Linked DNA regions of Sus scrofa: region 1 is linked to region 2. A link is a contact called in public Hi-C data. All regions are on one chromosome and are shown on one strand. Each heading gives the region's core, a stretch centred on a gene start, on an enhancer-like site or on the middle of the called end of the contact. The rest is flanking DNA. Distances are from core to core; before and after follow the strand shown.

Region 1 (3,506 bases), core at 489-2,988, 300 kb before region 2:
CTTGTTGGTTCTAGGGTCAACTGGAGACAGGGTCTAGGTGAGCGTGGGATCAGTATACTTTCTGGGTCTTTGTAAGCTCCAGGTGAGAGCAGCACAGAAGGGCCCCGGACACACCTGCGTCCCCCCTCTGGCTGGTACACCCGTCCTACTCACGGGTCCTTACTCGGCTTCTAATTTAACCTCTTCCCAGGCCTTCCATTGCGTTCAGTCAGCTAGGCCTAGCGTCTACAGCTGCTCAGAGCTGGCTCGACGTGCGTATTCCCCGGGAGATAGAAAGATCACTCCACCCCTTTTTATTTGTTTATTTGCAATTTCACAAAGAGAACCTTTTTACCGAAGCATTGGAAGACTGTTTTAGTCACTTAATGAAGTAGGCATTCCAGACCCAAACGGTAAATTACACACTTCAAGATATTTGATTCATTACCCACCCCTCCTCCTCTCGCATTTCCCAACACTTAGTACCAGATACACAAATCACAGGTTACGTAGGTCCAAACTCTCGTTCCGCTGTGACCGCCACCTTCCGTGTATCGCCCGCGGCTCGCTGGGGCCCAACCGGGACGGCGGGGGCGCAATGAAGCCGCAGAGCGCTTCCTGCTCCGCCGGGTGCAGGGCTCCTGGGGCAGGAGCGCGAGTGGTCCAGTCGGGAGGCTGGCGCGCTGCTGGGTCTCGGTGCCCGAGGCCGCCGCTCCCTCCTCTGGCGTCCGCCAACTTCTCTGCACCCGCCGCGCGGAGAAGCTCGCAGCCCCTCGCAGCCTCCCGATCTACCGGCTCGCCCTGCCCAAAGCCGCGGGGGAGAGCGGCTTTGCGACTGCCGGCCCCGCTGCGGACACTGCCATCCGGCGCCGGGATTGGAGCCGCCTCGTCCGCCCGCGGGGCCGCAAGGCCGCCGTCCCGCCAGCCTCGTTCGCCAACTCCTGGCGGCCTGTGACCCGGGACAAACTTCTGGCCGCCGCGCGGCCCCTGCGCGGTCACCCTCCCGGAAGCCGGCCTCGAAACCCAAGCCGCGGCGGGGCGGGACGCGAGCGGGAGGGAGCACGAGGCACCTCCCGGCAGCCGCTCTCCGCGCGGTGACACCGCCCCCGCGGCCGCCCCCCGCCCGGCTCCCCCCGAGGCGCCGCTGCCTCTCAGCGCCGGGCGCGGACCCGTAGGGCCGGCGGGGCCGGGCGCTCACGCCCTCTAGCGGGCCGCGGCAGCGCGGGCGGCCGTGACGTGGGCGCTCCCTTCAGCCGGCCTGCGGGGCACTGCCAGTCAGTCGGGGAGCAGGAGCCCCGCGCGCAGCCGGCGCGGGCTCGGCCATTGGCGCGCCGCCGCCCGGGGGCTGGCTCGGCTGCTGGCTGAGAGGCGGCGGGCGGGACAAGCGCGGCCGCGGCCCCGGCCACCGCGGCGCCGGCGGCTCGGGTCCCTACCCGGGGAAGGAGAGCGGCGGCGGGTGCAGCAGCCGGCACGGAGGGCGGATTTTGGCTCCGCGGGCGCGCCCTCCGCTCCCTCTTGCAGCCGCTCCAGCTCCGAGCGGGGCTGGCGACTGGGTGGGAGGATCCAGGACCTCGGCCCCGGCCCCGGGAGCCCCCGGAGTTGAGACTTCTGCAAGTGTTGGCACTTTGCGGGTCTGGCTCTGGTTTTGGGTGTTCACCCTGCTCTCCTCGCCGCCTTGGAAGGAAAGCTCCCGGCCGCCCTCGGACCTCGCGCCCACCCAGCGCCGCCGGGGAGCGGCCCGGCGTGCGCTCAGCACCATGAGCAGACTTGGGACTTGGCTGGTGACTTTGTACGGACTTTTGCTAACTGCGGCGGGGGATACGTTTTCAGGTAAGAGGGGCCGCACTCGCTGTGGCCTGGGGCGTGCGGGCCGGAAGGGGCCCGGGACGCATGCAGCTCCCGGGTGGGAGAGCACTAGCGGCGGACCGCGGGTCCAGACTGGGGAGCGGCGGCTCCGGCACTGCGTGTGCCAGTTCCCTGCCCCGGCGCGAGACCAGCGGGGAGGGAGGGCACCTCGCGCTCGGGCGGACAGAGCGGACGAGCCCGGGGCGCTGACTCCGGAGCCCGGCCCCAGGTCGGCCCCCGCCCCTTGGCGGCCTGGGTGCGTGTCGGCGCCACTCGGAGCCCTCCGCCGGCTCTGAGAGCAACAGCAGAAAACTTTGCCTGAAGTTGGGAGCTGCAGCCGCCGGCCGCCTGGCGTGGTCGCTGCGCGGTCCTTCCCACCCGGAGCGGCGGCCAGCCGGATCTCCGTGCCTGCTGCGCCCGCGCGATTGCTTCGGAGAGACTCTGGCGGCGGCGGTGGCGATCGCCGGTTTTCTTTGCCGTCCAGCCGCCGCCCGGCCAGAAGCTTGCCATGACCCCGGCTCGCCGCGGTGGTCGCGCCGCAGATCGAGAGAACCAAGGCAGTGTCCTCATCGGTCCCGGAGGGAGGACCTGTGGTCCGGACGGAGTGGCTGGTTGCCCGGGCCCCGGGCCGCTGCGGTTGTGTGCGGGTCAGGCTCCCTTCGGCCCCGGGGAGCTCCCGAACGGGGGCAGTGGTCAGCCAGCCCCGCCACCCGCCGCCTCGGGCTGGCAGGAAAGTGGCCGGCGGCGAGGTGCCTGCTGCGCCCGGGCGATCGGAGCCTGCAGAGCTCCTGGGACTAGGACGCGTGATCGGGAGTCGCGGGTCAGGCCAGGCTCGAGCCCTGCACGGCGTTACCGGGAGCACACACGCGGATAGACAGCCAGCGCTTGCACACGTGCACAGTTTCCCGTGTGTGTCAGTTTTCACGGAATGGTGGCCCTGGGCTTGTTTTTCTTCTAATAAAAAGCCTGCTATTAGTCCTTCAACTTGGGTTGCAAAATAGGTTTGTTTCTCTGTTTATTCGGGAGGAATGAGTAAGTTGAACTTTTTAAAATTTGATGGAGACTTTCACTGACAGTAAAAACGCATATTTAAAAGCATTGGAGACGTTTGGCGTTTGGCTGTGAGACCTGTGGAAACTTAACATCTTTACTTTCCCGAGCTCTGGACACACAGGCGGGGAGGCCGTGCCCCTGGCTTTGCTGAGCCGCGAGACCCTTGACCACAGTTGGCCACCACCAGGAAGCTTAGCGGGGAGTTGGCTCCTGGCTCTGTGCTGTCAGCTTCAGTAGAGAAATAACCCTTCTCCTAAGTTTAGTATGTCCTTAAGTGTCTGGTAATTGCACGTGCTCCAGAGGATTTAACAAAATGACCCACTGCTGTCTGCTGTAAAATTGATGCAAATTTTGGCCTGCGTTCTTTCTTATTAGTGAATTATAGAGTAGACTTGCCAGTTTCAGAGCCTTGAAACTCCTTAGTGTGAGAAGCCAAGGATGAGGGCCTTTGTGATGGTTTTCTCTTTATTAAGATCTATAGCTCCCTGGCTGGGATTTGTTTCAAGTTAAGCTGTGTCAGAAAGCATTTGGATGGATTTTCAAGTTGTAGGCAAGGGGGTGGGAACAAATATTTATGTAGCTTATTTAAATGATCGGTTTCTCATCTTTTTTTCTTTTTTTGGTTTTTT
Region 2 (3,304 bases), core at 280-2,779:
AAAGAAGTTGACCAGAACATAGGTTAGCTTAGAACAATTGAAGTTTTAACATTGCTGCTAGGAAATGACTAAGCTTCTTCTTTCACGTATCAGTTCTTAATCCTGGTACCCCCAATCCTGATGGGGTGAGTCCTTGAGGTATAGAGCAGCCTGGCTTACCCACTCACCTCCCTGAAAACTGCATTTGGGTCTTAGGTTTTTTTTTGTAGTTTTAGAACCTCAAACATTGACTGATAGGTATTGGGCATTTCATTAACATTTGTGGGGAACACGAAAGTGTGAGTGAGTGATTGAAACTCCATTCCTATCGTATAGGAGATATTCAGTAAAAGTTGACAACATGAGTGACTAATGAACATCTTTCTCAATTTCCAGGTGATTTTTGAAGTCATAACATCTGGACATCAAGGCTACCTCGCTATTGATGAAGTGAAGGTGTTAGGACATTCGTGTAGTAAGTTGCCTCAACTTTTCATCACTGGGGGGCATGTTTGGGGGCAAATTTAGGTAGCGGATTCAGAGGAATCACTAAAAGAGAAGGCAGGCTCAGTCATCCTGCTCAGAAGTCCCTGGGGGACCTGATTGTGGTGCTTTGCTAGCCCAGAAGTTCAAAGACATGCATCTCATGTGCAATGTCATTGTGCATATCTGAATGTCTTTAAAATGAACACCAGGGATAGGAGCTAAGGGACTACTTTGATATGTGTGCCCATCCAACCCCAGAATCAAGTTTAAGGAGCTAAGCCACCAGAGCTCTGTAGACGTGTGTATCTGTATATGCGCTTATGTTCACTTGCTTATGTGCACATGGGTACACATCTGTGCATGTGTGTATCTGTGTGTGTGCGTGTGGAGGTGTGTGTGCATGCATGTGTGCATGTCTAGGCACAGTGTGTCCCATGATCACTGTGTGTTCATAAAGTCAGAAAGTCACATCTGCCTTTTGTAAACCCTGAAGAATGGCATCTAACTGTACAAATGACTCTGCGTTCTGTTTTCCCCACTTAACTTTATAGTTTTAGGTCCGTCCATGCTATTGTATCATATGAATATACCACTTTCTACTTTCCTCTTCTTTTACGAACGTTTTGTTTCCCAGCTCCCCCACCCTCTCCCACTTTTCCTATGTGACAGGCACAGCTGCCCTGTGGACACATCCATGTGTGAGCCCAGGCAGAGCATATTCCTCTAGGCATAATTGCTGAGATGTAGGGTGGAAATAATTGTGGTTTTACTCAATGCTGCCAAATTGCTATGAAAAATGTCTGACCAGTTTATATGCCCACCAGCAATGCAGGGAAGTTTGCTTGGCCACATAATCTTTGCCCCAAATTGATAGTGTCAGCCCCGAAATCTTTGGCCATCTCAAGGATAGCAGCCTGCCTTCTTTTAAGAGTCCCACTAAAGAGAAATTGGCTCATTCAGATGATTCTAGGTCTCTGCTGAAGGTTCCTGCCCACGTCTGTGAGAGAGTGGTCCTGTCTACACTGGTCTTAGAAACATGAACACATGCAGGAGTGACTCAGCTTTTACCGCATGGATTAAAGAGAGTGTGCGATCGCTCCCTGCAGTGGTTACAGGGACGCCTATGGGGCTGTTATCTGATGGAGCCTCATGAAACCAGCGTCTGATTCCATCCAGGGGGAGTTGCTGTCTGAGCACTTTATCTGGTTCTCCACGTTCAAGCTCAGCAATCATCTTGTTCAGCACTAAGGCAGACAGGACTCTTGTAGCATAGTGCTTTGGCCTTTTCTTCTCTCAGCAAGACTGGCCAGTGCAAGAAGAATTTCTCCCCCGACCCCTTTCTTTCTGAAATGGCAAGAAAACAAACAATGCTGTATCTAATGGGAACAGCAGGGCAAATTTAGGAAGCAGGATATAATTACCTGGGTTGGAACTTGGCCAGATCCTCAGAGTCGCCTCCGGCTTGAAAAAGTGCTAGGGGAGCTTCTAATATGCGGGAATGCTCAGGGCTTCTGATTCACCTCTTACCAGGAGGTAAAAAGGCAGACGGGAATATTGTAGGCCCACTCTGTCTGAGGACGCCCTGTTTCTCAGAGCCACGAGGCAGTTGTGACTGCTGCCCTGGGTTCAGGCACAGGTGCAGTGGCTGCTGGCCAGGAAAATCACTCCTGGAGTGCAGCCCCTCCCATCCTATAGGATTTGAGTCATTGCCTTAGGTAAGAAAGACTTAATGCCTTTCCCTCCATCAGAGCCTTCCTGAAATGTGTCTCCTGCAGTTTCCTGCATTCCTTCCAAGCCCAGCTGCCTGCAGCCATAGAAATGGTGTTTATGGTCGTTCCTTGGGAGAATACGGGTGGTGCTGGTACCTAATTGGCTTTGCAAACTGCAGTTAAGAGATGCAGAATCACAAAACAGGCTCTGTCCCAAGGTGATGGATGCTGCAACAGTGTGTTGAACTGTGAGCTTTCAATGGCTTTGATGATAGCCTTTCTGTAGTTATTTTTTCTTGAATCGCTAAGTTGATGGGGAAAAGATGCAAATAAAGGTTTTAAAGAAGGCAATAGTGTGGTCTTAAAATGGAAAGCTTTATAGTTTGTATTCTAAGGGCTTTCCTATCAAGGTTTCTAAATAATAATCAATTATTTTGAAATACTGATGCTCATTAAATTTACATCGGAAAGGAGCATAAATATTTCATATCCAGAACCATGCCTTCCAAAAAGATGCAGAACTGCTGAACTTTATTTACCTCACTGTAAAGGCTCCTGTATGGATTCCTACTGGTTTATGAGAAGGCATTACGACATTTTTTTTTTTAAGTAGCTGTTCTGTTAAAAGTATACAGTTGCTCATAAAATTGATTTTCGTATAGTGGCAGGAAGATGCAGGATCAGCCTGAAATGTGGAGCTGACTATGCCGTGGCTTCAGACCACTTGTAATGAACACAGATAATTTTTCTGTTTGGTATGCATGCTAAAACTTTATCTTGAATTTGGTTCAATAATCCTCGGAGGAGAAACTGAAGAAGCATTTTTCAGCTTCGTAATATTGTCTCCTGTTTTTAAGTAGGTTGTAACTTAGGCATATGCGGGTATTAGTACCTGGCGATGCTGATGTGTATCTGTGGGTCTTATAAGCCAGGAAGCATTTGAACATCACATATCTTTCACTTCATCCATTTAATGTGTGTAATTCAGTTTTTTTCCGTATATGCATGAGGTTGTATAATCGTTACCATAATCAGTTTAGAACATTCCCATCACCCCAAAAAGAGTTCCCCTCCTGGTTAAGAGTCCTTCTTCATGTCCCTGCCCCCGCCCAAACCACTAACCAATTTCC

What was found. A called contact is a pair of places that touch in the nucleus more often than the background predicts.
Region 1: a Hi-C map of embryonic fibroblasts shows a contact between it and region 2, with 2.7 times the contacts expected there. The contact joins the promoter of LOC106510670 here to the enhancer-like site in region 2. A contact is called at or near these places in 1 of 5 promoter capture datasets (liver), 4 of 47 Hi-C or Micro-C datasets (embryonic fibroblasts, liver and mesenchymal stem cells) and 1 of 2 datasets of contacts at active chromatin or transcription factors (skeletal muscle).

Annotation. Positions count from the first base shown.
Region 1 is chr6:100,090,699-100,094,204 of Sscrofa11.1, reverse strand. It overlaps LOC106510670, which reads right to left and starts at 1,738. Exons shown (of 4, transcript XM_021097607.1): 1 at 1,480-1,738; 2 at 1,238-1,408; 3 at 473-1,172. The coding sequence starts at 1,738. The coding sequence ends at 478. PTPRM (receptor-type tyrosine-protein phosphatase mu) reads left to right here and starts at 1,239. Exons shown (of 36, transcript XM_021097712.1): 1 at 1,239-1,809. The coding sequence starts at 1,737.
Region 2 is chr6:99,786,211-99,789,514 of Sscrofa11.1, reverse strand. It overlaps PTPRM (receptor-type tyrosine-protein phosphatase mu), which reads left to right. Exons shown (of 36, transcript XM_021097712.1): 4 at 376-454. Among named protein-coding and RNA genes, the nearest start is that of PTPRM, 310 kb to the left of the region's middle. Within about 2 kb of position 1,529, at least 6 of the 83 cell types and tissues checked have an H3K27ac peak or open chromatin away from gene starts, as enhancers often do. A contact at or near this core is called in embryonic fibroblasts, where this site is marked.